2 separate regions of the Mus musculus genome follow, and region 1 is linked to region 2. A link is a contact called in public HiChIP or PLAC-seq data. All regions are on one chromosome and are shown on one strand. The core of a region is the stretch at or near the end of the contact, and the rest is flanking DNA. Distances in the headings are between cores, read along the strand shown. Region 1 overlaps Plch2 (phospholipase C, eta 2). Region 2 holds the start of Prxl2b (peroxiredoxin like 2B).

What was found. HiChIP or PLAC-seq counts read pairs in DNA pulled down with a chosen protein or histone mark.
Region 1: an H3K4me3 HiChIP or PLAC-seq map of fetal liver shows a contact between it and region 2, with 2.3 times the contacts expected there. The contact joins the enhancer-like site here to the promoter of Prxl2b in region 2. A contact is called at or near these places in 2 of 15 datasets of contacts at CTCF or cohesin (large pre-B cells and pro-B cells), 18 of 484 Hi-C or Micro-C datasets (B cells, CD8 T cells, the CH12 cell line and 12 more), 7 of 115 datasets of contacts at active chromatin or transcription factors (VIP interneurons, bone marrow-derived macrophages, embryonic hindbrain and 3 more) and 4 of 9 other capture datasets (adipose tissue, embryonic stem cells, liver and 1 more).

What each region holds. Positions count from the first base shown.
Region 1 is chr4:154,984,502-154,987,648 of GRCm38.p6, forward strand. Plch2 (phospholipase C, eta 2) reads right to left here. Exons shown (of 22, transcript NM_001113360.3): 21 at 2,218-2,515; 22 at 1-464. Among named protein-coding and RNA genes, the nearest start is that of Gm42363, 22 kb to the left of the region's middle. Within about 2 kb of position 1,795, at least 36 of the 459 cell types and tissues checked have an H3K27ac peak or open chromatin away from gene starts, as enhancers often do. A contact at or near this core is called in the G1E-ER4 cell line and fetal liver, where this site is marked.
Region 2 is chr4:154,897,119-154,900,360 of GRCm38.p6, forward strand. It overlaps Prxl2b (peroxiredoxin like 2B), which reads right to left and starts at 1,925. Exons shown (of 7, transcript NM_025582.3): 1 at 1,825-1,925; 2 at 1,358-1,562; 3 at 1,010-1,061; 4 at 388-451; 5 at 231-306; 6 at 1-40. The coding sequence starts at 1,887. Gm52690 (a long non-coding RNA gene) reads left to right here and starts at 302. Exons shown (of 2, transcript XR_003955190.1): 1 at 302-932; 2 at 1,313-3,242.

The DNA.
Region 1 (3,147 bases), core at 545-3,044, 87 kb after region 2:
CCCAGGCTCCAGCCGCTGCCATAACCTGTCAGTGCCCGTGGCATCCGAGTACACTGCAGGTGTGGGAGAGAGCTCCGAGAGCACCTGGCCCTCACTCTTGGCCCTCCTAACCACTGGCAAGTGGCCCGGGACCCGGGAGCGGCTCTTGCTGTCTGTCTGTCTTCCAGAAGTCCCCTCACGTGGCCCGCTGGAGATCCCACCATTGTGTGGCCTGAGGGGTGGCTCTTCGTTTTCCCTACCGCCCCCAATCCTGAGCTGGAGGGTTCCAAAAGCTCCCAGAGATGTCTGCTGGGAGCTGGTCACTTTGGCTCCCAGGCCTACAGGGCACTGGGACCCTTCCTGAGATGGACCTGTGGGGGCAGCTGCCTGTAACGGGAGGCCAGGGCCCAGGGCTGGTTCCTCGGCAATGGGTTCCAGGCTGCACAGGGGGGAGATGGGCCGCTGCAGGGGGAAGAGGCGAGTATCTGTGGGGAAAGAGGGACGGGAGACAAGAGGCGGAGAGGTAGATATAGAAAGGGCAGACAGATTAAAGACAGACATGGGGAGAATCAAGAAACAGAAAAGGGATAGGGAGGGAGGGAGGGAGGGGGGAGAGAGATGGGGGAATATGAATCTCATTAATCAGCACCCGATCCTGACCCCCTGAGCCAAGGGTAGGGACCACCAGTCCACCCCAGGATATCCCAGCAACCAGGCTTTTCCATTTATACACATGTACTGTGACACTCAAGAGTACCCCACCCCGCTAAGGCTGGAGTCATGCCTGGGCCTCACACAGGCTCCATGGGGCAAGGGCAGGCCAGGCCTAGTCCTCCTTGGACTGGGACATCATGGGGACACATAGGGCTCAGGCCTGTTTGTTACCTGGCACTCGCAGGTCTCAATCCCTAACTATGGAAGCAGCACGGAGCAGGGACAGAAAGGAGAACACAGTCAGTGTATTGGTGGTGGTGGTGGTGGTGGTGGGGCACTGGCAGATGGACAGATGGACAACAATGCTGGGCAGGAGCGGGGGTCGGGGGGAATACAATGGAAGCAGGCAGACTCCAGGGACCTCCCTCTGCCCAGGCTAGAGCTCAGTAACCAGCTCAGACCAGTTCCCTCACACTCCAAGGTCAGGAAGTGTCAGCCAGGAAGGAGGGTCACAAAAAGGCTTAGTGACATTTGGACAATGCAGGTCCCTGGAAGCTGCTCCCCCTAAGCTCTGAGGCCCAGACCTCAGTTCTAAGCACCTTCTCCCCTGGTCTCTGAGGAGTCTCCAAGAGGGGATACCCTGAGGTACCACCACCAATTGACAGCAGGCTCCCATAGGACCGAAAGGCAGAGTCATTCTTGCATCTGACCCTTGGGGGTGGGGGTGGGGGGAGGCAGGGCTAAGAGCTGGGATCTTTTCAGACCTAGGAAGGTAGGCCATCAGAGCAGCCAGTCAGGGCAGCCAGCAGGCACCAGGGAAGCCCTTGCTGAGGGCTGGCTGGATATCCCTGGGTTCCTCAGCAAGCAGCTCTCAGAAATGCCTTGATGACTCGAGCAGCCCTCTTCCCCCACCCCCGCCCCCACAAAGTACAGGGCCATTAGGGCAGGGGTGGGGATCTGAGGCAGACAGGCCACAGCTAAGCTGACGGACAAATGAAGCAGAGAGCGGCAGGCAGGCACGGACCGCCTAGGCATGCCAGGTGTAGAGAGCATGGGATGCAGCGGAACGGCAGGCCTTACCGGTGGAGAACATGGGGGAATGACTCCTGATCTCCTCCAGCTTTTGAACGAACAAGGCGTTCATCTCTCCCTGCAGCGCCCCCTGCTGCCTGTGAGCACCCTCCGGCTGGCAGGGGGCCACCTTGGGGCTGCCTGGGCTGTCTGGGCTGCTGGAGTCCGAGGACACAGAGCCGCCGCCTGGACCCTGGCGCCGAGCCCTAGGACCCTTGGGGGCCTCTTTGCTTCTCCCTGGGGTGGCTCGAGGACTTGGGCTGCAGCAAGGGCCCCCCAGTGAATCTACCCGGGCCCTGGGCTGATGGCTGATGGCCATGTGGCTGCCTGCAGGCCCAGGGCTGGGTTGTTGCTCCCTTTGAAGGCCCTCAACGTCCATACCGGCGCAGGAGCCCACCACACACTTCATGCATGTGGCGGCCATCCCTGCAGGTCCAGGGCCTTCGGGGGCATTTGGGGACCGCACCTGTGCCAGTGTCCTCTCTTCTGTTGCTTCTCCTCCTGGTGCCTTACCTCGGGGGCTGCTGCTGCCTGACCTCTCTTGAGTAGGGGCCTCCAGAGCTGGGTTGGGGCTAGAGGGTGCCACGTCATCAGCTGCCCCCTCGGAGCCTGCGTCCTGTGTGCCCAGGGCCAGCTCTGGGAAGCCCTTGCGACTTGGCTTCTGGCTTTTGGTCGGGGCACTGGCCGTGCGCCGCAGGAGCCTCTGGCTAACGGAGGGCCGGGGGAGGGGCTGTCCAGCAGCATGACTGTCCAGCGAGCCTGGCTTTGTGCCTCGGAGGAAGAGACCTTTTAGACCCAGAGTCTGCTTGACCTGCAAGAAAAGGAGCCCACATAGCCGGTGCCTGGCCCACCTGACCCAGGTGTGGCTTCAAGCTTCAAGCGGGGAACTGGCTCTCCAGCGGGTGTTCTGAACCTGTAGCTACCATGGACCTGTAGCTACCATGGACCTGTAGCCACCCACTTGTCCCAGCCTTGAGGAACTGAGGACTGTAGCCCCAGATCTAGGGGGAAGAAAAGTCGGGGTCTGCCATCACCATGGTTGCACTCACCGTGACCTGCCCAGCAGCCTGGAAGGCCTGCTCTCCGTTGGCCTCTGCCTCCCTACTTCCCAGGAGCCTCTCCTCCCTCCTAGAGGGCTGCCTTTCTAGGAAGCCTTGTTGAACTCCCCCAGGCAGACTCCTTCCTCCAGGCCAGCTTGCACTCGGGGCCCCATGAGTTCCTGAGGCCCTCAACTGGCTCAACACGTACGTAACCAGCATCAGGCCACAGCCAGCTTCTGCCCAGTCCCCTCCTGCATTCCCCTCTGCATAGATCACTGCTGGAGAGGATCTGTGGCCACCTCTTAAGAGGACAGAGGCCATAGGGATCCTTACATGCCACACACCCCTGCATCCCACCAACAACGCCCACCCACCCCCATGACGGGCCGTGCTCGTGCGTTGG
Region 2 (3,242 bases), core at 675-3,174:
GGGGACTTCTGGATGAAGTGCAACAGTACCTTGTCGCCACCTGTAACCACAGGCAGGGAGTCAGTTGTGTGCATCTTGCATCTCTGTGCCGGGAAGTGAGAGTAAAATCCGCTGACCAAGCCAAGCAGCCCAATCCCTCACCCAGGTACCCAAGACCAGAGAGGGAGCATGAAGACATGACACGAGCCACCAAGATGGGCAAGATGGGGCTCTATCTTGCCCTGACCCACCCTTGCTGACCACCAGCAGCCCTCCACTTTGCAGCAGGTCACCAGACAGGTTCCCCTGGATACCAACAGCTTTAGCCTGCAAAGACAGGAACGGGACTCAGGTCAGTCCCGGAGGGAATGCTGCAGGGATTCCCACCAATGCTCTCAAACCACAAACCTTGGAGGCTACATCACGAACAGGTTTTCCCAGGGCAGCTGGTAGGATGCTTAAGCTGTTGTACCTACAAAGACATAGATAGGGTCCCTAGTCCAGATTCTGGTGGAACACAAGTATCCACACCTGTTCCCAGTGTCCTGCCCCACCCACTTATCTAACCCAGGGCTCAGGCAGATCAGCAACCAGTCTAACTAGGCTCTACACAAGCCCTGAGAGCCCCCAGGTTGAATACAGCTAGCCTTGGGGGCCCTGGAGAGGTGGTGTGGAGTGTGGGGAATGAGCTCCAAGCTGGGTGTGCCCAGGGATCTCGCTTAGCCGGCACTGCCTATCATGACAGGCAGTCTGTGGCAACAGAGGACTGCAATGAGCCATGGCTAAGGCACTGGGCTCCAAGGTCCCTCCTGTTTATGAAATAGCAGACTTCTGAGGACAGGCCTGCCTTGGACCAACACCCATTAGAAGACTCAAAGAAGGGCTGGCTGAAGCACCAGTGTCAGTTTCCATGAGACAAACTGGAGAGCAGAGCAGATGGCAGTAGCAAGAAGGTACATAAGAGAGCGGTGGCCACTCTGTCCTCCTGTTGTCCCTGGTTAGACTCATGCCCACAAACAGTCACACTTACCGCTTGAAGCCCAGCTCCTTATAGATTTGCTTGCTCTCATCAAGGTAGAGTTCTAGAAAGGAAAGCCACAGCTATGTGCCCCAGGCTTCCTACAGTCTGTCCCCTCCACTTACTGTATCCAGCTCCACCCACCCAAGCCATGAGTAGCAAGGCAGGATTGAATGTCACCACTGCTTAAACGGGAAGGGCAAGAGTCACTGGGACTTTGCCACTAGGTCTGGGCACCAGCCAGGGCACAGGCTGAAGGCAGGGCAGGGAAGAGCTGCATATGCTGACACATGAATATGTTCTTGTTGGGCCTAGAAAGGGAGAGGTCAGCCCAGGCTCTGAGTCCGGGAAGAGTCGCACCTCCTGAGAAGTAACCACCATCCAGAAACTCCTGCAGGCCCAGGGCCTCAGGCCCCACGCCCACCAGGCGCACATCGTGTTGGTCCAGGATGCTCCGGAGGTTGCTGAGGTCCTGGGCGATCCAGCGGCACACCATGCAGCCGAAGCGTCGCAGACCGGCCACCACACAAGCTTTCTCCTGCCATAGGCTCCGCAGCTCCACAGCCTACAGAATGGATCGGTCAGGGGACATGGGCTCACCAACCCCCTATGCCCGGCAGCCTCACATGTCCCGCAGCGTGCTGCTCCAAGATTCGCAGCTGACTGGTCCTCCTGATGGTTCCTCTGTGGACCATGAGCTGTACCCACGCCCAGTACGCGAACTCATAGGACCCCTCAGGACCTCCACTCCAACCCATGTGAGTTGCCAAGGCTCTGGGCCAGGTATTAGGGGAGGCGTTCTCCGCCCTGCGCGAGCCAAATCTCACCTCCCCAGTCACTGCATGTTTCAAGACACACGCTCCTACGCGACCAAGGTCCACCACATTCATGGCCTCCTCCGTCCCTTTCTGCTCCACGGTCCCTTCTCGCAGCCTGGGGAGGCTCACTCTGTCCTGCGCAGCCTCTTCAGCCAGCCTATGCCCCGCCCATAATCCCGCCCCAGTCCTGGTGGGCACCACCTCCAGGGGGTTCAGGTCACATGACTGTGCGCTTGTCTCGCCCCAGGCTCCGCCCCTGATATTAGTATACAGGCACACCCTCTCTCCAAAGAGACAATCACTGCAGATCTCTTTGCCTAAGCCTAGGTTGTTCTCATATGTATAAGCTTATTAGCCAATGGCGTAGCAGGTAAAGCTCAATGGACAGTCTGCAAGCGGTGCGCCTGCGCAGAATGCGTTTGCGTGGCTCTCTAGCGTTTGCGTAGCTCTCCACTAGCATCAGGTGGTCCCTAGTAGTGCAGCAGGGTGGTAGAATTAGAGCCAAAAAGTTGAAACGGGGAATCGAACTCACAAATCACTAGTGTGAGGAACAGTAGGGCAGCCGGCACTTACAGTAGTGAAAGGACCAGCCTTTCCAAGTCTAAGTTCCTGCTTTGCATTTTCGCGAAATCCTATTAACTTCCATCGTAAAGTACCATTTCCTGCTGTGTGGATGTCAGTTTTTAAACTACGGGCTCTCATGTACAACAATCCAAAGGAGATAAACAGGAGCTCGCAGTGGTGTGTCCCTAGGAAGAGTAGAAGGCTCAGGAATCCACGTGTTCTGTCCTTTCCTCACTAAGTAAGCCCTGTGATGCTTTCTAGGGCCATGTTCAAGCATCTGACAGATGTAGAGGCTAGGAAAGGAAGAGAGCCACCACAAGATACCTAGCTGAGGCTGAACAGCCAGGCAGGAAGTTAGGAACCATACATATCACTGTGTCAAAAGGAGAAGCTAGAGAGATGGCTCAGTGGTTAAGAGCACTAGCTGCTCTTGCAGAGGGCCCACGGTTTGGTTCCCAGCATCCCTACAGCGACTCACAATCCTCTGCAAGTCCAGCTTGAGGGCATCTGATGCTCCCTTACGGTCTCTTCAGGCACCAGGCACTCACATTGGGCCCAAACCTATGCAAGCAAGAGTAGGCTGGGGAGGTGACTCGGTAAAATGACAGAGACCTGTAATCCCATGTCCTGGGGGAAGCAAAGGCATGAGAATCAGCAATAGACCTTGTCTCAAGAAATACGATTGAGAGGCACTGAGTAAAACACTCAACCGCTGGACTCCCCGGGCACACACAAGTGCACACAGGTGTGCAAAGGTACATTTTAAAAAAGGAAAGAAAATAAAGTTGCAGAATCAGGAGGAGCTGGTCCTGTAGAGCAACTGGTCCTGGAAGCACCACCAGAAGAAATCCAGAGATGGGGCT